Regions from separate parts of the Mus musculus genome. Here all the other regions are linked to region 1. A link is a contact called in public HiChIP or PLAC-seq, Micro-C and promoter capture Hi-C data. All regions are on one chromosome and are shown on one strand. Each heading gives the region's core, a stretch centred on a gene start, on an enhancer-like site or on the middle of the called end of the contact. The rest is flanking DNA. Distances are from core to core; before and after follow the strand shown.

Region 1 (2,840 bases), core at 125-2,624:
TCTGCCACGGTGAATAACACCCAAGCTGGCAGCCAATGATATTCAAGTCCTATTGTTCCTAGGGTTTAAGCTACTAGCCTCACAGTGAGAAAATGAAGTTGTATGAACCTCTAGGTTTCTTTTGAGGGCAGGGTCTACTTAATCCAGGCTGGCTGTAAAATTACAATCCTCTTGCCTCAGCCTCCTCAGGGTAGAGGGGTGGGGTTTAGCCCACTGGGTTAACACTTAACATTTGCAAAGCCCTGGGTTCCATGTTCGATGCATACATGGGCGGGGGGGGGGGGCAGCTTCTGAGTGTTGAGATTACAGACAAGCGCCACCACACCCGCCTGAGGTTTGTCACATTTGATGCCTTATGTCGCAAACATTTTTTTCAACAGTTCTCGAGTATTTTTTTTAAAAAGATCACCATTCTTTTAGCCCCGAAGCGTATGACTAAAGGTTCCAAACACTAGACACTGCAAAAACGAAGCAACGAAAAAAAATGCATTTATCTGTAGCAGAGCACCCAACGCAGCAGACTACACAGCATGGGCGTGGTCCTGGCCCAGGCGGGCAGGCTGGCGGCCCGGGCCAATCAGAACACGCCCTACGCTCCGGCCCCTGGCCCCGCCCCTCGGCTCCCCGCGCCTTTTCGAATCTCCGCGAACCTCTCCACGCTCGGGAGCCCGCGCGCGTGGGCAGCGACAGAATGGGCGGGGCCAACGGTCCTCCGGGGTGGCCCCGCCCCTCTCGGGCTGGCAGCGCGCGGCCGTCTGCCCCCCAACTCCCGCCAAAAACACCTCGCGGACACGCAGCCCTGGGGTGGCTGTAGAGGGCTCGGTCGCACGGCCTTCACCCACTGACGGAGTGCCCAGAGCTGTCCGGGACCACCGCCCCGAAGCCCCGGGAGACCGGGCGGGCGCCGCCCCTCAGCAGCACGAGCGCCCCCAGCCTCGCTCTCCTTCAGACAATGGGGACCCCCCGAACAGCCGCGCCCGCCGGGCGGTAGATGCAGAGGACGGCTCACGCCTCCTATTGTCTCCACGCTCGCACCCGGGCTAAAGCCCAGCGCTGGCCGCGCCCCCTCCCCTCCAGCCCGCATCTCCAGGGAATAGGGACAAAAGCCAAGGCTCCGCCCGAGCTCCACACAAAAGACCAACGCCCCCCACCCGCTGGGGCTCGGGGTCTCCGCCCATCTCCTGTGCCCGGCTGGGGGACCCGCCGCGTTCCCGGCTGCTCCCCAGCCCGCCGTAGCCTCCGCCTAAGCCAAGCCTGCACCCACCTGCTCGGTCCGAGCCGCCTGGCCACACTCTGAGCACCAACAGACCTGGGCGCGCACAAAAGCGCCAAACAGCGGCACGTGACCCAGACCAGGCGCTCCGCATTGGCTGCGGGTGACGGCACGTGCCAGTCCCGCCCCGAAGCCTGGAGAGCACCGCCTCTCTGGAGAGAAGCATTTCGGGAATTGTAGTCCGGGCCAGGGGGGCAGGAGGACAATGCTAGGGGTGGGGCACTCCTGGTGGGGGGTCTCTCTAGGTGTTAGCCGGGACTAGCGTGGGTGGGTGGGGTGTCTCTGATCGGAAGAGCATTTGGCTGCGGCCGCAGGACTGAATCGGTTATGGGACTCTCTTTAGGAAAACTGCAGGGCGAGGTGAGGAGCAGGGGAGGGGTCGGTCCTAACCTACTTCTTTTAGACCTCGACCGACTGGACTCTACCTCTACCCAGCCATAGGAGTTTATTTGGCTCCCTAAGCAATATCCCTTTTGATGCCATACCCCTCCCGGTCGCCTAAAACGCCCGAAACCCTGTGACAAGATAGTGCCACTCCACGCCCCTGCACGATCCTCTACCCTCGGTGTCCTATCACGGACACACGGCAGCTTGTCACCTGTAGCGCAACAACGCAGTCCCTAACCCATTTCCTACTGGCAGATTACGGGCGTGGTTCTTCCCTTGGCCACTTGCATTCTACCCTTCAGCCTCCCGAGCTGGAAACACTGGGATCTAGGCAGGACAGCGGGAGGCTCTGGAATCTGATCTTGGGTTTAACAAAGCCACTAAGCTTAAAGGCAGACTCCATCTGGACTGCTAAAGCCTTGCGGTGACAGGAAAGGGAAGGGAAGAGCGATGGCAGTTCTAGATACACTTTGCTCCTTTTGTTCTGAAAGCACGTGCTCCCTAGAGCGGGGCTGGGCTCACTTTGAGAATGTAAACAAAAGGAGCCACAAGGTCACGGTTCCCTCTGGCCGGGATAAAGCAAAACTATAGCAGAGACACAAAGGAAATTAGCGTGACCCTGTCTGTCTAAGAACCTCTTCTCTCTGCTGACCAAAGCTGTGTCCCCACGAGGTGGTCATTTCCCCAAAGCACCTGCTCAGAAACTCTTCATTGGGTTTACCATTTTATTAATGGATTTGGTCTCTCAAAAGCCAACCCATACATACAACAGCTTCTGTGGAAACAATCCTAATTTTAAAACAATCCTACATCTGCTTAACCAAGAGGGAAGCACCCGAGATAAAATACAATAGGCATACAGGACAGTGAAAACTGTATTGTGCAGACAACGTACAAAGCAAGCAATTGGCAAAGTACAGTTGTCTGGAATATGCTTATAGAGGCATATTTTCCAGCAATTGCCCTTGCGTGGGGTCAGTCTCCCTCTGCCCCCGCCCCAGCCAGTCTAAGTGGTTCTTGCTTAGCATGTGAACAACAGGAGCCAGTTCTGCGCAGTGGAAGGCTTTTCCCTCTCAGAACGCAGTCTCACAATGGCCTGATGCTTCAACTTTCAGAATGGATCCCTGAAGTCATTTTTAGAACTGGACAGGAACGAGGATTAGACCTTTCTGAAAACTGA
Region 2 (2,840 bases), core at 194-2,693, 1.6 Mb before region 1:
GCAGGCCAAGGCTATATAGCTCAGGCTATATAACTAGTTCCAGGGTAGCCAAGGCTACCTACTGAGACAATGCCTCAACATTTATTCTTTCTTATTTAAAAGATTTATTTTTGGCATTCACCTTTAATCCCAGCACTTGGGAGGCAGAGGCAGGTGGATTTCTGAGTTCAAGGCCAGCCTGGTCTACAAAGTGAGTTCCAGGACAGCCAGGGATATACAGGTTTTTTGAGACAGGGTTTCTCTGTGTAACTCTGGTTGTCCTGGAACTCCCTCTGTAGACCAGGCTGGCCTTGAACTCAGAAATCCACCTGCCTCTGCCTCCCAAGTGCTGGGATTAAAGGCATGCATCACCACTGCCTGGCTCTTTTCTTTTCTTTTTTTCTTTTTTGGTTTTTCGAGACAGGGTTTCTCTGTATAGCCCTGGCTGTCCTGGAATTCACTTTGTAGACCAGGCTGGCCTTGAACTCAGAAATCCTCCTGCCTCTACCTCCCGAGTGCTGGGATTAAAGGCGTGCACCACCACGCCCAGCGGCTCTTTTCTGACAGAATCTCATGTAGTTCAGTTTGGTTTTTAATATATTATGACTTTTTATTCATTATGATTTAATTTATTTTTAAATGGAGCCAGGTGGTGGTGGCATACAACTTTAATCCTGGCCCTTAGGACGTAGAGGCAGGTGGATCTCTGTGAGTTTAAGGCTAGCTTCGTCTACAGAGTGAGTTCCAGGACCTCCAAGGCTACACATAGAAATCCTTTTTGAGAAAAGAAATAAAAAGAAAGAGAGAAAGAAAGAAAGGAAAGAAAGAAAGAAAAGAAAAGAATGTCACATGAACAGTCTAATAAAAGGGGCTGCTCTCTGATTTTGCAGACAAGGTGGTTAATAATGTGTTATTATTTTTATTTCTAGTGTTTCAAATTGCCTTGAAACCAGACAGCCTGGATTGCTTTCCCAAAATTACAATACCGTTAAGTTACTTTAAAATTACACGATTTCTTTTATTGCGAGGGTGTGTCACAGCTTGCAGGTGGAAGTCAGATAATTTACCTGAGTCAGTTCTTTCCTTCCACTCCAAGGGTCCCTGGAGCCGCGTCGGACCCTGATCACTGACTCCACCCACCCTTAGGCGAAAACGAGCGTATGACTGGAAAGGCGGTGCGTGAGAGTTAAAGCCAGAGTTTGGCTTGCAGAATACAGGCTTGGGGGCGTGGCTGGTTGCGTGGCTCTGGGTTGGGCGTGTCGGGGGCGTGACCTGTGCTGTATTCGACAGATCGCCGTGATATAGTGGGCGTGGTCTGGCGCGGGGGCGGGTCCTGAGGCCTTCCACACATACACACACCCCCAGCGGAGGCCCGGAAGGGACCATTCGCGCTTCCGTCTCCGCCGGGCCCTCACGGAGGGCGGAGTTGCGGCCCGAGGACGCGACGCGAGCCCAGTTCCGGCGAGGAGGCCGCGCCAGTGACAGCGATGGCGGCGGAGTCGGCGCTCCAAGTTGTGGAGAAGCTCCAGGCGCGCCTGGCTGCGAACCCGGACCCCAAGAAGGTGAGCGGCGGGCGGGCGGGCGGCGCGGGCGGGCGTTGGGCGCGGCGCGGGCCCTGTAACGGTCGCGGGCAGGGCGCAGTGGGGTTCTCCTCCGACCCGGAGCCAGGCCCCACGGAGCGGCGCGGGGCAGTGGGGAGTTCGCGGCCGGCGGGCGCACCCCGGCTGGGGGCTGAGGACTGGAGGGGCGGCCGGGCCTTGCGGCTCTCCCCGGGGTTCGGGCAGCCGCGCCAGCTGTTTCCCCGTTGCAGCCGAGCGACTCCGTCCGCTGCTTGGGGGTCCTGCGGCTCGAGGACCCCTGTGCTGTACCCTGCCCTTTAGCCGAGAAAACGGGGAACGCCTTGGGGTTTTTCGAGCTCTGCTCCTGGAGCTCGGGTCCTGGATGAGGGCGTGAGCGTGTTAACTCCGCTCTGACATACTGGAAGGTGGGACCAGGCTGTGATGAGCAACCATGTTTAATTGCACTTAACTACTTTGTTGCTCCTTTTTAGAAACTGTTACTTTTTAAATACATTGTATCCCCTCGCGGTCCCCCGGGTGTCTAGGCTTCTCTGAGCTCTACGAAGAGGGTATGGTGGGAATTAGAATCGTTTTCACTGTAGTCTCTAGCCGAAAACACCAAAGGGTGTGACATGGCTTGTCAGCATTCTAGCCTGGGCCTGAGGTTCCTAAAAGGTGAAGTGTCCAGCGAGCTGAGTGGAAGAGGAAGTGGTGGAGGGAGACAGCGAGCGGACTTACACATGCAATCTAGGTTCCTAGCCAGCACCAGCTCGGGACTTTGGAGGAGTTCTCTGCTCGACCTGTCCCTTCTCTAGTTTCTTCCTGAAATACCAGCTAGACCCAAGTGCTCTTTATAAGTGTTAATCACCATCAGAATTTCCAGTCAGGGACCCCATTCACTCTTCTTGTTCCTAGTTGGGTCACTACCTCTCAACCTCCGGGCCACTTTTTAACTACCCTCCTTTAGCTCAGAGATACACTTCTTCAGAAGCTGTTGTTATAAGTCAGCGAAAACGTAAATGTTTCAATTGTCTTGTGTTTTACTTTCTTTGGAGGCCTTGGGGACCTTTGGTCAGACATATTTACAAGTTCTTTTTACAATAACCCTTTGTGGGCATCTAATAAATGGTCATTATTTCCAAGTCCCAGATTGTCTTTCTGAACACTATAAGATTTGTGACTGACCTTAAAGTAACCACCCTCATTTTGTTGTTTCTGCCATCAGGTTAAAAAAAATAAAAATCCTCCATGTAATATAATATCTGTAGGGTTTTTTTCCCCCATTAGAATTTAAATTTTGGA
Region 3 (2,840 bases), core at 151-2,650, 1.5 Mb before region 1:
AGTCTGCCTCCCGAGTGCTGGGATTAAAGGTGTGCTCCACTGTGCCCGGCTTCTTTTTTTTTTTTTTTTTTTTTTCCCTTAAGATTTATTTTATGTATATGAGTACACTGTAGCTGTCTTCAGACACACCAGAAGAGGGCATTGGATCCCATTACAGGTGGTTGTAAGCCACCATGTGGTTGCTGGGAATTGAACGCAGGACCTCTGGAAGAGCAGTCAGTGCTCTTAACCACTGAGCCATCTCTCCAGCCCACATGTTGAGTTCTTGAATCACATTCTTCCCTTACTATTCAGTGTGACTACTCAACAGATACTATCCTGCCCACGGAACAGAGAAAAATGACTCAGAATAGGAAAAGGTGATATTTTCCTAGTGTCACACCGTCAGGGACAGACCCAGCATTCTCACCCCAGGTCTGGTGGTGAGTATACCTTCTATCAAGAAGGTAGCTATGGGCTATGAAGATGACTCAGCGGCTAAGAGCATTTGCTGTGGAAACACAAGGACAGAGTTCAAATCTCCAGCAGTCACATAAAAGCCAAGCACAGGCCCAGCAGCAAGCCCAGCTTTGGAGGGTGGAGCCTAGAAGCTCGCTGACCATTTAGCCTAGTCTAAATGGTGAGCCTCGAGTCCGGTGAGAGACTGCATCAAAAAAATATGATGCTGCTGAGCAGGATGGCCCATGCCTTCAATCCCAACGCCCCGGAGGCGGAGGCAGATGGATTTCTGTTGCGTTTTATGCCAGTCTGATCTACACAGTGAGTTCCAGGCTCAGTAGATAGTTCCAGCCAAAACTAGGTAGTAAGACACTTTATTAAGGGAAAGAGCGCGATAAGCCACAGAAGACACCAAATAGATAGATAGATAGATAGACCCATGATAGATATATAATAAATGTAACTAATTAAATCTAACACCAGATTTGGTGGTGCGTGCCTTTAATCCCTGAATTTGGGATTTGGAGGCAGGAGGGTCAGGAGTTGAAGGTACATAGATCATCTGAGGTCAGCCTGGGGCACATGAGAAACTAGCTTAAAAATATGGAAGGAAAGGCGGAGAAAGGAGACAGAGAAGGAAAAGAGGCGGGAGAAAGTAGGGGGTAAACAGATGAGGTTAACAGGGCGTCAGGGGGAGAGAGGAGGCAAGCTTTGCTGTGCTGTCGGCCCCGCCTTATCCACCACGCCGGAGAAAGGTGGCCGCTAGGGAAGAAAGCGCACGCTTTGGCTCGGGAGGGGAGGATTCGCGTCCCTGCCACGCGTCCCCAGCCCTACAGTTTCCACGCTTGAACGGTACCACTGAGCGACACCGCCAGCGTCCAGCTCTGCTGGCGCAGGTCCACGTCAATCCCTCCCGGCCCCGCCCTCTGGGCCGCGCGCGCATGCGCCGCGCAGGGGCGCCTTTTACGACGCCTCGGTGGCGGCGCTTGGCGGTCGTCGCGGAGCCGAGTGAGCTCCGGGTGAGCGGCGGTGCCGAGGGAGTCACAGGCGAGCCGGCGGGCGGCGTCGCCATGTCGCACGGCCACAGCCACGGCGGGGGCGGCTGTCGCTGCGCCGCTGAGCGCGAGGAGCCGCCCGAGCAGCGCGGCCTGGCCTACGGGCTGTACCTGCGCATCGACCTGGAGCGACTGCAGTGCCTCAACGAGAGCCGCGAGGGCAGCGGCCGCGGCGTCTTCAAGCCGTGGGAGGAGCGGACCGACCGCTCCAAGGTGGGCGGCCCGGGAGCCCCGGGGCCTCGCAGGGTAGACAGACAGGGAAACTGAGGCCCAGAGGAGCAAGGTGGGCGCTTTACCTCCCTTCCGAGGCGGCGAGGGCATGTGAGGGAGGAGAGCAGAGAGGACTGCTGTCTCTTCCTCTGACCATTGGTCCAGATGGCTGTCCGATGGCCTCACCTGGCCTGGGGTCGCGATCCGTACTTCTAACCTGGAACCCAGACCCCTTTGAGAGCCATTTGAAGGTTCTCCAGAAGGGTACACAGAAGCACTGGTCTTTTGAGTTCGCAGCCTGGGAAACCCCCATTAGAATCCCTCTAAGAGGGGCCGTGGTGATTAGAATATGGAGACTGAGCAGCTCCCAGCTATGAGGACCTGGGCGCGGGTTGTTGGGACAGGTCCATTTGCATCGCGACTCAGTTTGTAGAACAGGGAGGCCAGATGCCTGAAATTGTAGTTTCTCAGCAGATATCTGTTGCTTCCTCCCCATGCACCGCAGTTTGTTGAAAGTGATGCGGACGAAGAGCTCCTGTTTAATATTCCGTAAGTATCTCCTTGGCTCTTGCCTCAGGCAAACTGGGCTGTACCCAGTTGTCTCTTCGGATGACTTCATTTGATGGCTATGTCAAGAGTGCACACCTGTGTCTAGAAATGGGGTAGATTTTCTTTGGTGGGTTTGAGAAAGTAAGTATAGGAGCTTGTGTGTGTGTGTGTGTGTGACTACACATGCATTTGTCGAATTATAATTGAGGTGATTACATTTCTTGGAGGTATGGAATGACAGGGTCTTTGAAAGGACTACAGGTGGCAGATGAGTCAGCTGAGCTAAAAGGGAAGGGTCTTGTCAGAGTCACATGGCTGCTGGTCCTCAGGGTTCAATCCCAGGTAGACAACCTTCTCTTTGGAATTCTGGCAGGTTTACGGGCAATGTCAAGCTGAAAGGCGTCATCATAATGGGCGAGGATGATGACTCGCACCCCTCGGAGATGAGACTGTGAGTAGTGAGGGCTTCGGCCCTCGGGAGACTCCCACCTAGCTTTTGCTGGTATATTTTATTCCAGGGATATGGAGATGGCTCAGTGGGTTAGAGGGCTTGCTGCATCAAGTATGGGGGATCAGAGTTCAACAACA
Region 4 (2,840 bases), core at 205-2,704, 1.5 Mb before region 1:
ACTACCAGTTTCTGGCTGTAGGGGCTGACGTTTTGAACTCTCTCTAGGGCACAGTTTTCACCTCTAGAACTAATTATTGTACACACCCCATGTATTAGGAGGGCCCAATGAAGCAGTTTAAAGGTCTGCCACCTGCATATGTAGGACATCAGACACACCATGCTGTCTAGTTCCTGTTGACAGAGGGTGGGAAGATGGGCCTTTTGAAGACCCACCCTTCCTGCCTCCATGTCTGGAGTATGGACAGTCTCGGGCAGAAGAACATCGCTTAAGAATGGGAGGCTAGGATACAGAAAAAGGGACCTGTCCCTGTAAACTGACACCTTTTCCCCGGAGCAAAAGGTTCCTGGGTTTGATGACTAACATCTAGTGCTCCAACAACCCTTCCCCTGGAAGGTCAGTTGGGAGGAAGCAGTAAGAACGCCAAATGGCCTCAAGGGTGGGGTCCTTAGCCAGGAAGGCTGTGCCCAGCTCAGAGGCTGCAGTGCCAACAGCCCTGGAGTGGGTAGGGCTTCACCCCACCCTGGGGCAGCCAATAGCTCAGCTTTGGCCCAGCTGACTTGGAGCCACAGATCCCGCCCAAGGAGGGCAGCACCAAGTGAGCCGGTGTCGACGTGGATTTGGCTCGCTCTCCGCTGCCAGGTGTGCATCCCCACCCTGAGCAAACTGCTGGGCGGACAGAGAGGCAGTCCACACAGTGAGGCCTTTCATTTTCACGACCTGGCTCGCTGCCGTCTTTCTCCGAGCTGCCTCAAGTTTCTGCTGGGGTTATTCTGCTGCAGCCCACTGGACGGGGCGTCCAGTGCGACCCAGAATCACTACCCCGCACTTGTGCGTTATTTTCCCAACATCTGGATGTGGCAGGTGTTTCTACCAGCCCTGGGTACTAGGGTCTGAGCCCAGAGGCAGTCGGCCTGGGGTCACACAGCAATAAGAACTGACTAAGGGGGATCCCCGAGACTATGCCCCGCGACTCCCTGCAGCTCCCGCATTGCGCGAAGACGCGGGGAGGCGGTCGCTGAGGGGACTCTGGTGGCAGAAAGGCTGCTCTGAGGTCGCTCCGCTCCGGACTAGGGGATGACCTTGGTCAGCGGTCCCCTCCTCAGTTTTCCCTGTCTGTACAAGGCAGGAGAGCGGATGCTGGGTCTCAGCAGCCTGGGCGAGGCGGAGCTTAGCTCTGGACTTCGGGTCTGGGCTGGGAGCAGGAGCGGGGAGCCGAGCCCCGAATGAATGGGCTCGGGTGGCCCCCGCTACGGTTGCGGAAAACGCGAGCAGAAGGGGTGAGCCTGGCCCTGTTCCGAACACGAACCGACCCTCTTGGAACCTCCTCGCTCCCCACCAAGCATTGGCCCTTCCGAGCTCACTAAGCCCTTCATTCTACCGGCCGAACCTGCGGAAGCTCCAGCGCTGACTCCAGGCACCGCCTCCCGCGACCAGCGCCGCGGCCCCTTTAAGACCTGACAGCCCAGCCCGACCCCGCCCCTCCACGCCCTCCAGGAAACGTGTGTACTGGGTTACTGCCTGGACGGCAACCCTGGAGGGACAAATGGTCTGCACAGGCTTTAAACGCCTGCGCAGTGCGCTTCCATCGAGGGCGGAAATGAGGGGTGCGGACGCCATCCGGTTACCGGCGGGCTGTTGAGGAGAAACAAGGTCGGGACTGGGCCCTTTCTAGTCCCTCCACTCAGAGCCACTGTTTGTGTCAAACCCTTGGTCGGGCAGCTCCAGTTGGAGGACATGGCTGGCCCGGGCTGCGTCCAAGTTCACGTGGGAAGAAACCCGCGATGGCGAAGGAACCTTGACATTCACAGTAGCAATTGCTGTGCCCATCGCTGAGCCGCTGCCTCCCTCCCCCAAAGCTGTGTTTGCGCACCTGCCCCCGTATAGGGACTCAAGACACTTTTGTCTCGGTTTAAGATACAAAGCGGGACCGGGCGGTGGTGGCACACGCCTTTAATCCCAGCATTCGGGAGGCTGCTCCTGCAGAGGCCCCGAGTCCTGTTTCTGGCACCCACATACCTACCGCCTCTCATTACATAGGATGCCATGCCCGCTTCTGACCTCCGTTGCACATACCATACATAGCTGGCATTCTCTCACAAATACATAAATGAAGCTAAATCTTTCCTGGTAGTACAGGTCTTCAGGCCCAGCAGAATTTCAGTGAGTTTATGAAAAGGGAAGCTGAAGATAGCTAGCGCGTGAATAAATAATAATAATAATAATAATAATAATACTGTCAAGTTGACCATTGTGGAAGTTTGTTATCTCACTGGAAGCAGATACAGATGGATCCCTGGGGTTCACTGGCCAGCCAGCCTAGTCTCCTTAGCTAGTTCCAGACCAGTAAGAGATCTATCTTCCTGATCTATCTTCCTGCTCTGGAAACAGGCACGTTCTCAGAAGCGAGTCCTAGGGTGTTCCCCACAGCAATGATTTCCAGTCAGTGGTCTGGGGGCTTGGGTGTGGCGATGGAAGAGATCCAAAGATGAACCAGCCACAAAACCTTCCCTCTTCCCTCAGAGCAATTTTACTCCTCCACCCATAAACACACGTTTGAATGTTATATTAGAAAATTAAACCTTTAATTACATAAGCTGTTTTCAAAAAAATCACACACAGAGTGGAGATTTCGTTGGCAGATGACCACAGATGCAGATCAACCCCCACCATTCCAGCAAATGCTCTGCTGGCATAAGGGGAAACTGCTCTCTGTCCTCAGAGGTAGAACAAAGGCCCTGCGGCGGTGGACATCAGCTCTGTTGGCAGGCAGACTCACCCAGGGCCATCCCAAGCAAGTGCTTAGGCACAGCTCTGGGGAGCTGGCCCAGGCCAGGCAG
Region 5 (2,840 bases), core at 171-2,670, 1.2 Mb after region 1:
ACAGAAACTCTGTCTCGAAAAACCAACCAACCAACCAAAAACAAAAACAAACAAAAAAAAATTATCAGGACCGCAGGCTTTTGGCAAGTTACTATTAAAGGAGACTCATTTCATGGAAGCAAACCTTCTCAAAAGCATAGCTTTTGCCTTCCCTAAACATTTGTCCACACCTTCTGTTGGCTAATAGTCTTAGGTGATGAGGAATTGAATCTAGCTGTACTAAGCCATAGCTTCTAGCCAGAATGAAGTGCTTAGCCCCTATCTGACAGGTCTGCTTCACCTGCAGAAACAATATGCCTGAGTATGGAAAACAACCCCCACTCTGGTCCCAGTCAAACCATACACACACACACACACACACACAAAGAGGAGCTGTAACATATATATATCTCCTCCAGCCCGCTGTTCCAATAAAACAGTCTCAGTCTCAGCCTGTTGAAACAATCTGTTTGCCTTTCTGCCTCATTTTTCTTACACCTTCCTATAGCCTGGTTCCCTTCTTGTCTTCCAAACCCATCCCACCCACTCCTCACCGCATAACATTCCACTTCCATGTCTCTCTGATTATCCCTCTGAAAAATCAAAAGATTCCAAGACTGGAGCCTGGCCACTTTGTGTTCTTGAGTGTGATCTTAGACAAGTGCTAACTGCCGAGTTTTCTATAAAGCAAAAAAGGACCTGGCTTAGTGATGTACCCTTTTAAATCCCAGCACTTGGGAGGCAGAGTTAAGAGTTCAATGTCAGCCTGGTCTACATAGTGACAGACAGGGCTACATAGTGAGACCCTGTTTCAAAACAAAAACAAACATGTGCCCCAAAACACGAACAATAAAGAGATTTAGATAAGTCTTGGATGATATTCTCTACTGCACATAGTGACCTCAAGTTTCCTGTCTTGGCACTTCTGCATCCGTGCTCTCCCCAGGCCCAAGGCTGCTCCCTCCCATACACACCAAGTGTACGTGTCTCCCATACACACCAAGATTTTAGTTTGACCTCCCTTTTTACACCATCACGTAACAGACTATTATGTAACTCATGCCACAGACTAAAAAGGACAAAGGAAATCTACAAAGACTTGCGTTTGAATCGTTGCTCACTTCATTTCTAAGAGCCTTTGTCTCTGATTTGTTTTCTGGGGGAAACAACTAAATTTGCACGTCTAATCAGTTTATAGACAGTAGTACCAATGAATATCACATGCTTGGCACCTAAGAAGTGATCAATAAAGAGTGCCTGCACCACGTGCCGGCATGCGGAACCGCGGTTGGTTGTGGGTTCCCGGGGCTCGACTGAGAGCTTCCTGAGGTCCACGGAAATGCTCCGCTACAAACACGGGAAAGAGGCTAAACTAGCCGGGCCCAGAAGGACAAGGCTCCAATTCCCCGGGGGAAGATCGACCGAGAGGACACTCCGCCTCCCGGAAGTGATGACACAGGGGCGAGCGGCGGCGCGGTCGGCCTTCCCGAGCGGGACGCGCGCGGGATGGCGGAAGCGGAAGGGAGTTCTCCGCTTCTGTTACAGCCGCCGCCGCCCCCTCCTCGGATGGCGGAAGTAGAAACGCCGACGGGGGCCGAGACGGACATGAAGCAGTACCACGGGTCCGGTGGCGTTGTCATGGACGTGGAGCGGAGCCGCTTCCCCTACTGCGTGGTGTGGACACCCATCCCGGTGCTCACGTGAGTGTCTTCCGATGTCAGCGCGAAGTCGCCGAGGGCCCGAGCATCCTCCGGGGTGCCATGCTAGCTTTTTTTTCCCCAGACTTGCAGCAACCCGTACTCCGGGCCAGGCTAGCCCCCAGTCCCCTAGAGCTCTCGTCACCTATGAGGTGCGCGGTCCCCTTGGATGTGGGGCATAGTTCCGGCCCTGGTTCCCCCAGGTCTAACTGGAGAGGAGGAGAAGTGTAGATCAGCAGCAAAGATCTGGTCATTAGCACGCCCTTAAGCTGCAGGCGTACAGAAAAGACCCTTAATCATTGTCTGAAGAGGCATCGTCATTCATTCCCCGTTGGTTTTTGTTTTTGTTTTTTCACTCATTGAGCAAACGAGCGCGTACTTGTCGTCTGTTATGCACAAGACGTTTCGCCTTTAGAAACAGAACTGAGTGTTTGATCGAAGCCACACTGGTTCGTGGAATGTCAGCATTGGGAGGTCCGTGCTGGCGTTTTTCCCCCTACATCATTTGAGTTACAAAGCAGTCTCAGCGACCTAGGTATCTGCCTCCCAGTGGAAGAATGCAGCTTACAACCCTCCTACCTTAATCCTAACAGTCTGGACAGTTTACAAGCTTTATTTTCTGTAGTAGAAATCCCCTTCCCCCATGGGGAAGCTGAGTTCCTTTGTAACATCGTCTTGGTCCGTTGACTATCCCAGCAAGAAGATATTCAGAAGCCAGTTAGTTCACTGACTATATATAACTCATCTTTCAGCTGTGGCATCCTACCTCTCACCTGAGGAGGTACTCTTTTCTTTCCTTCTATCAAAATCAGCTACCAGGCACGGGGATCCATACTTTTAACCATAGCACTTGGAGGCAGAGGCAAGCAGATGTCTGTGAGTTGGAGGGCAGCCTGAATTATATGGTAGGAGTTCCAGGCCAGCCAGGCATGTATAGTGAGCCCCAATCTCAAACAAACAAACAAACAGAGCCAAGTTGTGTGGAGAAGGAATATTTTTAGTCTCAAATGTTTCTGATCTTCAAATCATTTTAATCTTTCGATTTTGTATTTATTTATTTTATTGGTTTTGACTGAGACATGAGCTTGATATGTAGCCCTGGCTGGTCTGGTATTTATTTCGTAGCCCAACCTGACTTTGAACCCCTGTTCCCCCTGCCTTCTG
Region 6 (2,840 bases), core at 148-2,647, 1.1 Mb after region 1:
TTAGGACCAGCACTCTTTTAAAGATTTGTTTATTTTTATGTATATGAGTACACTGTAGCTGTACAGATGGTTATGAACCCTCATGTAGTTGCTGGGAATTGAATTTAGGACCTTAGCTCACTCCAGTCAGCCCTGCTAGCTCCAGCCCAAAGATTCATTTATTATAAATAAGTACAATGTAACTGTCTTAGAGGCACCAGAAGAGGGCATCATATCTCATTATGGATGGTTATGAGCCACCAAGTGGTTGCTGGGATTTGAACTGAGGACCTTCGGAAGAGCAGTCAGTGCTCTTAACCGCTGAGCCATCTCTCCAACCCTGGACCAGCACTCTTAAGTGCTAAATGTTTGTACTTAGTCTCCAGCACTGCCTGGTTTCATTCCTTGTTTTCTAACCAGTTGTGTGACCCTGGGCTAGCATCTTTTTAACTACTTTATGCTTGTTTCTTCTTTTTAAAAACATAGGAACAATTGTATCTATCAAAGAGAGCATGCCCAATACAGTGAAAATAAAAGTGTTATTACTTAGACGTTGGCATACTGTGTATCTGCCACTCTAAGAGAAGAGAAATGTAAGGTGATTGCTTTTGAGTTGAAGCTCCTGGTCTCTCTCCCTTAAGTTATCTTTACTGCCACCTTTGTCACCTTGGAACTCCCTTAGAGAGGAGGGTGTCTCCGTTCTGACTTGGAGCTTGAAAGTCAGAAGAGCAATTACTTGGCTAGTATTAGATAGACCTTGTCTGCCATCGATCTGGGTTCCTAGAGCTCCCAGGTCACTCAACATAGGACCTTTTCCTTCCAGCACCTGAAGATTCGAGCATGGAACCTGTAACTTCAGCAGCCCCCTAGAGCAAGGAGCAGGCTGAGGCTTTGCTCTGGGAGGACTCAGGGTCTTAGCCTTAGGTGTCCCCTAATTTACAGCATCAAAAGCAATTTTGATGAGCTCTTAGCCCTTGGAGGGTCTGTACTGGACCTGGGAGAACATGTGGAATTGGGACTCAGAAAAGGTGTAGTGGGATGGGAGGTGCGTCCAGGTAACTAATGGTAACCGGGCGGGGCAAGTCCACGCCGCAGGACCTCTGCGATGGCGAAAAACTACGACTCCCATGATACTCCAGAGCTGAGCCCCGCTTTTCCGCCCGCCCACTGGCTGCCGTTCCCGCGAGCGGTGAAGCCGATTGGCCCCGGCGAAGTGGGGGGCTCCCCCGCTAGCAGGTTAGTGGGCGCCACCGGCAGCAGACGTTGACCGGGCGCGCGATGGAGGGGGGGTGAGGGTGGCAGAGAGGACTAGGGCCCGCGCTCACTATTCAGGAAACTGCCGAGCGCCATCGCCGTAGCGTAGCCGCGGACCGTGAGACGCGGGGCCGGCGCGGAGACTGCGTGGCGCAGGCGCAGTGCGGGACTTCTCCTGGGTCCCCAGACAGCTGGAGGAGATAAACAGAGGAGGAGGGAGGGGAGTGCGTGTGTGAGAGCGCGCGAGGGAGTGTGAGTGTGTGTGAGCGCGGGTGTGAGGCGGTGCGCAGGGGCGGGCGGAGGCGCTGTCCGGCCCCGGCCAGGCGCCGGGCGGGGAGCATGGGAAGAGGCTAGAGCTGCCCGGGTCCCCAGCCCCCTTCCCGGGATCCGCACCCCTGCTCCCGGGAGAGGGGCCGGGCCCCCCCGGACCGACATGGGCTCCTGAAGTTGCTCCGCTGCTGGTCCTGGGAAGAGACCTGACAGGTACGGGTCGCCGCCGCCCCATCCCCGCCGCAGATGTCGAGTCGGGGACCGGCTCCCAGAGCCCCGGCTCCGGGGCCGTCCGCTCTGGGCCGGCTCCCTGCTTGGGGGCCTGAGCCCGATCGCCTCGGGACTCCGGGGTGTCCCGGGAAGGGGTCAGGCCTCGGCGGCGAGGAAGGGCAGAAAGGGCCGGGGAAGGGAGGCTAGAAGAGGACTGGCTGGGAGGTCGGGGGAGGGGGTGGGGGAAGGCTGTAGGAGTCCCGCAGGCTCCACCGGGGCAGAGGTAGAAGTCGTCCTATCACGGGACTTTTATTTATTTATTTTTTGCGGAGTTTTTGACATCTGATCTGGCGCCGATCGCACTCAGGAAGAAAGGGGCAGGTGGAAGTTTCAAGAGGTCAATGACCTGGTCTGCTCTTTCCGTGTCTCTCTGCCTCTCTTTCCCTCTCTTGCTCTCTGTTTCTGTCACCCCATACTCCTTTTCTTTCTTTCTCTCCTTCTCCTTCCTCTCTCTCTCTCTCTCTCTCTCTCTCTCTATAGAGAGAGAGAGAGAGAGAGAGAGAGAGAGAGAGAGAGAGAGAGAAAGAGAGTGAGTTTTCAGGCTTCTGGCAGTCGCAGATGCCTTCAGTGGCTCATCCTGGCACCAAACTGAACTTTGCCAAGGTGTTTGCATCATCGACTGTAGCGCTAAGTACAAAGGGTCTCTGCTTGGGAGTGGGCTATTAGTACCCACTTCAAAGGGTAAATAAGAATCGGTAGAGATAAACTGCAAACCCGCAGGATCTCTTTCTGAAAAGCTTTAGTGGAGCGTCCCGTCCCACGCCCCACCCCCCACCCCCCATCCCAAGCCCGGTGATTGGAGTTTCTTGGCGACTTATGGTTTGCTCTCCGCTGCAGGTGCATTACCAGGACTAATAAGAATTAAAAAAAAAAAAGTATGAGGGTTTACATGCGATTTATCTGAGCAGTACAGACGATTTATCTTAGCAGCTGAGTGTGACTAATTTCTTGTGAATGTCTCTGGTGTTCTTAAATCTCTTGAGGTAAATGTGTTGGTGGAGCAACTTGAAAGTTTTCTCAAGTTTGAGTTTAGAAGCTGAGTACTGTGACTGTAGCTTTTCCATTCC
Region 7 (2,840 bases), core at 163-2,662, 1.0 Mb before region 1:
ACTAGTCAATCTATCCCTCCCGCCCGGTCGCTATGGCAACCACTGGCCTAACATTCCAGAGTCCGGCGGCAGGCAACTGGCTAACTAGCCAGGGGTGTCCTCTGTGTCTTTAATGTGAAAAGCTGTTGACCAATCGTTGGAGACGTTTCAAAAACCAACAAAAAAAGCTACCAGAATTTTGGGGTTCGGATTGACAATGCTAAGGAGAACCTGTTAGGCAGGGAACTAACTATTAGGGTTTTTGTTTCTGGGGTTCAGTTCCCTTTTCTTGTTTGTTTGTTTGTTTGATTGTTTCGGTTTTGTTTGGTTGTTGGGTTTGTTTGGTTTGTTGTTTTTGTGACTCATCGAAGGAATAAACCCAAGTGTTCCTACCCATCCATCCACACCCTGAGTGTGAGAGCAGAAAGGTCGATGACATAATTCCCCAAGGGCAACCGTGCAGTATTCCAAGAGCCCCTTACCCGTTTCACCGCAGCCACAGTGCCTAGCCACAGCCCGGCTTAAACCCACCAGCGTCTTCTTTAAAATTATGGGATAGTCCCCTGTTAGAAACTGTCTCCCGCTTGTTCCTCAGATCACATCTCCTGCCACCCACGCCTCAAGAAAAAAAAAAAAAATCTCGCACCGACCCAGTTGGTCTTTGGGCATCTCCCATAATACAATATGGCAGCTCCATCCTCTCTTAAACTCTCCCTCCCAGTTCTACCGCGTTTCCATCGCTGAGGTCTCCCCAATGTCATTTCCTCGTAAAACCTGTGTGATCTCAACATCTCCCCCAGAGGTTGCTGTGCGGCTCTGGACTGAACGGCGCGTGCTGAAAAATGAGCGCGCTGGAAGCTCCACGCGCAGGTTCATGCTCACAGCCGAACCCCTGGGAAACAGCAGCGGGCGGGGGAGGGGTGCGGGGGGGGGGACGGGACTACTAGGATGATTGACAGCCTACCGGGGCTGCTGAGCTGCAGGCGTACCGGGAAATTAAGGACGCAATACAGCCAACAGGTGGGACGCAGGCGCAGGAAAGAAGGGGTACGCACGGTCCCCGAGACGTGTCAGGGCTCTGCTGGGTTTCGATACTGGAGCTACCTGATGGAAGCAGCAGGGGCGCCGCCCGGGACGGTCGGTGGCAGTTAGCGCAGACTGCGGGGGGACACCAGGCGGGCTGCTTAAGCCCAGCCTACTTGTCCGGCAGGTGGAGGTGAGCAGCCATAACTTGGGGACCAAAGCAGCCCGGACTTCTTCCTTTGGCCGCTAGAGGGGACTCCTCCAGGTGAGTGTCAGGTCGCCCCTACGCTTCAAGCGAGCTTGGCGACGCAGCCAATTATTTCAGGATGTCCCGCCCATCCCCTCCCGACAACCACTCGCCTGCGCAGAGGCTTCGCCAGCTTGGGACTGGCAGGCAGTGTAACAAATCAAGTCTCCACCTTTGAAAGCAAAACACTGCAGCCCCTTGGAAACTCGGAGCTGGGAAGGGATCCAAGAGGCTGTACCTAGGGGTGGCACGGAGTGTCCGAGTCGCTTCTCCGGAACCTGGGATAGGTGGATCTAGAAGGAACGTCCCGGGTGAGTCACGGTCATGACTGAGGGAAGGGGTACTTGAAATCAGGCTTGCTGTTTTGATCCCCTAGTATAAATATAGTCTCCCTTGTTGTTGCCAGCCTTGTCAGTTTGGGTTCTGTTGCCTCCGATTTTTTTTTTTTTTTTTTTTTTTTGTCTCTTCCATATTTTCAAGGAGGGTGGGCACGGGTTTGCCTTAATGAAGGAGATGCTGGGCGTTACCAGATGAGGAAGTGGAAGGCCAGTACTGCCGGCTCCAGCGTGCAGGAAATAGCCGGTGCGACTGGCAGGTGGATGGAGGGAGCTCTGTGCTTGGTACTGAAACAGAGGTGTGTCTCTCCGAGAATGTCACCCCTCAGTGCTCAAAAGCCCCGGGAAAGAAAAGCTTGGCATGAAACCGACGTTCTTTGGTCAAACTGAATCGTCAGGTGGTGACAAGACCTCCATGCACGCACGCGGGGGGGCGCGCGCGGACACACACACACACCCTTGTTTTTAGTTACAGCCAATTTCATGGCCGCGAGGCTGTTATGCTCGCTGGAAGACTTGCTCGGTGGGGTTAACGGAGTTATTCATTTAGATGAGGCCGGGGGATTCGAGTGGAAGCAAGCACTTTGTGAATTCTCTTGGGTCAGTGACCATAAACTGTGACTGTGATTGTCAACACTGGCTTGGCTGTGTGCCTCTTGGACATATGTCAGCCTTGGACCAACAATAAACCATCACCAGGCCAAAGTGTGAGCCTTATAAGGGAATGCAACTTACAGAGTCCACGGAGGCTTTGGGGTGATGCTACACGGCAGTTCAAGGAGAATCTTCCTCCCTCTGTCTTTGGGTATTCAGAGCTCTGGGGGTTCCCTGGGTAGAGAGGGGAGTTGAAGCTACTGTTTAAAAGCCAGTGACTCAACACACACACACACACACACACACACAGAGGGGTGCGGTGGGGGGAGACAACCTGCTGTCCTCCCTAGCTGGTTCCCAAGGCCTGTTTGCATTTTCTGACATCCTGTGGGTGGGGCTGGGTATATCTGTTTGTGGCCATGGGTTCTGAGTAAGGCATTCTTTTTTTAAACCACAGTGTATCATGGGCATTACATTTGGTCGAGTGGGCATCTATGCAAGTTACCTTGCCAGGCTCTGAGCTAGGTTTCCAGGAACAGCAGAGGACCTGACAGGTGCCTTCAATCCAGGGCCCCCTCAACTCCAGGCTGGAAGCAGCCCTAGGTCTCTCCCAGGTAGAAGGAGCTCTCGAGCACCCCCATATTAACGATGTCAGGACAGAG

Evidence for each region. Promoter capture Hi-C pulls out the DNA fragments that hold promoters and counts their contacts. A called contact is a pair of places that touch in the nucleus more often than the background predicts. HiChIP or PLAC-seq counts read pairs in DNA pulled down with a chosen protein or histone mark.
Region 2: an HNF4G HiChIP or PLAC-seq map of pancreatic cancer cells shows a contact between it and region 1. The contact joins the promoter of Eloa here to the promoter of Stmn1 in region 1. A contact is called at or near these places in 1 of 39 promoter capture datasets (liver) and 2 of 115 datasets of contacts at active chromatin or transcription factors (microglia and pancreatic cancer cells).
Region 3: a contact with region 1 is called in a Micro-C map of embryonic stem cells, with 7 times the contacts expected there. The contact joins the promoter of Pithd1 here to the promoter of Stmn1 in region 1. A contact is called at or near these places in 1 of 39 promoter capture datasets (hippocampal neurons) and 1 of 484 Hi-C or Micro-C datasets (embryonic stem cells).
Region 4: a FOXA1 HiChIP or PLAC-seq map of pancreatic cancer cells shows a contact between it and region 1. The contact joins the promoter of Gale here to the promoter of Stmn1 in region 1. A contact is called at or near these places in 1 of 39 promoter capture datasets (hippocampal neurons) and 1 of 115 datasets of contacts at active chromatin or transcription factors (pancreatic cancer cells).
Region 5: a FOXA1 HiChIP or PLAC-seq map of pancreatic cancer cells shows a contact between it and region 1. The contact joins the promoter of Tmem222 here to the promoter of Stmn1 in region 1.
Region 6: a promoter capture Hi-C map of pre-B cells shows a contact between it and region 1, with 4 times the contacts expected there. The contact joins the promoter of Wdtc1 here to the promoter of Stmn1 in region 1. A contact is called at or near these places in 2 of 39 promoter capture datasets (liver and pre-B cells) and 1 of 484 Hi-C or Micro-C datasets (B cells).
Region 7: a contact with region 1 is called in a promoter capture Hi-C map of liver, with 2.9 times the contacts expected there. The contact joins the promoter of Nipal3 here to the promoter of Stmn1 in region 1. A contact is called at or near these places in 1 of 39 promoter capture datasets (liver) and 1 of 115 datasets of contacts at active chromatin or transcription factors (pancreatic cancer cells).

Annotation. Positions count from the first base shown.
Region 1 is chr4:134,466,854-134,469,693 of GRCm38.p6, reverse strand. Stmn1 (stathmin 1) reads right to left here and starts at 1,374. Exons shown (of 5, transcript NM_019641.4): 1 at 1,265-1,374.
Region 2 is chr4:136,020,252-136,023,091 of GRCm38.p6, reverse strand. Eloa (elongin A) reads left to right here and starts at 1,443. Exons shown (of 11, transcript NM_013736.4): 1 at 1,443-1,541. The coding sequence starts at 1,467.
Region 3 is chr4:135,985,804-135,988,643 of GRCm38.p6, reverse strand. Pithd1 (PITH (C-terminal proteasome-interacting domain of thioredoxin-like) domain containing 1) reads left to right here and starts at 1,400. Exons shown (of 6, transcript NM_025411.4): 1 at 1,400-1,706; 2 at 2,209-2,252; 3 at 2,626-2,703. The coding sequence starts at 1,509.
Region 4 is chr4:135,962,339-135,965,178 of GRCm38.p6, reverse strand. Gale (galactose-4-epimerase, UDP) reads right to left here and starts at 1,454. Exons shown (of 11, transcript NM_001356493.1): 1 at 1,391-1,454. It overlaps Hmgcl (3-hydroxy-3-methylglutaryl-Coenzyme A lyase), which reads right to left. Exons shown (of 9, transcript NM_008254.3): 9 at 2,511-2,840.
Region 5 is chr4:133,276,370-133,279,209 of GRCm38.p6, reverse strand. It overlaps Tmem222 (transmembrane protein 222), which reads left to right and starts at 1,420. Exons shown (of 6, transcript NM_025667.3): 1 at 1,420-1,679. The coding sequence starts at 1,486.
Region 6 is chr4:133,337,872-133,340,711 of GRCm38.p6, reverse strand. Wdtc1 (WD and tetratricopeptide repeats 1) reads left to right here and starts at 1,397. Exons shown (of 16, transcript NM_199306.4): 1 at 1,397-1,716.
Region 7 is chr4:135,493,150-135,495,989 of GRCm38.p6, reverse strand. Nipal3 (NIPA-like domain containing 3) reads left to right here and starts at 1,412. Exons shown (of 12, transcript NM_028995.4): 1 at 1,412-1,560. Stpg1 (sperm tail PG rich repeat containing 1) reads right to left here and starts at 3. Exons shown (of 9, transcript NM_030189.3): 1 at 1-3.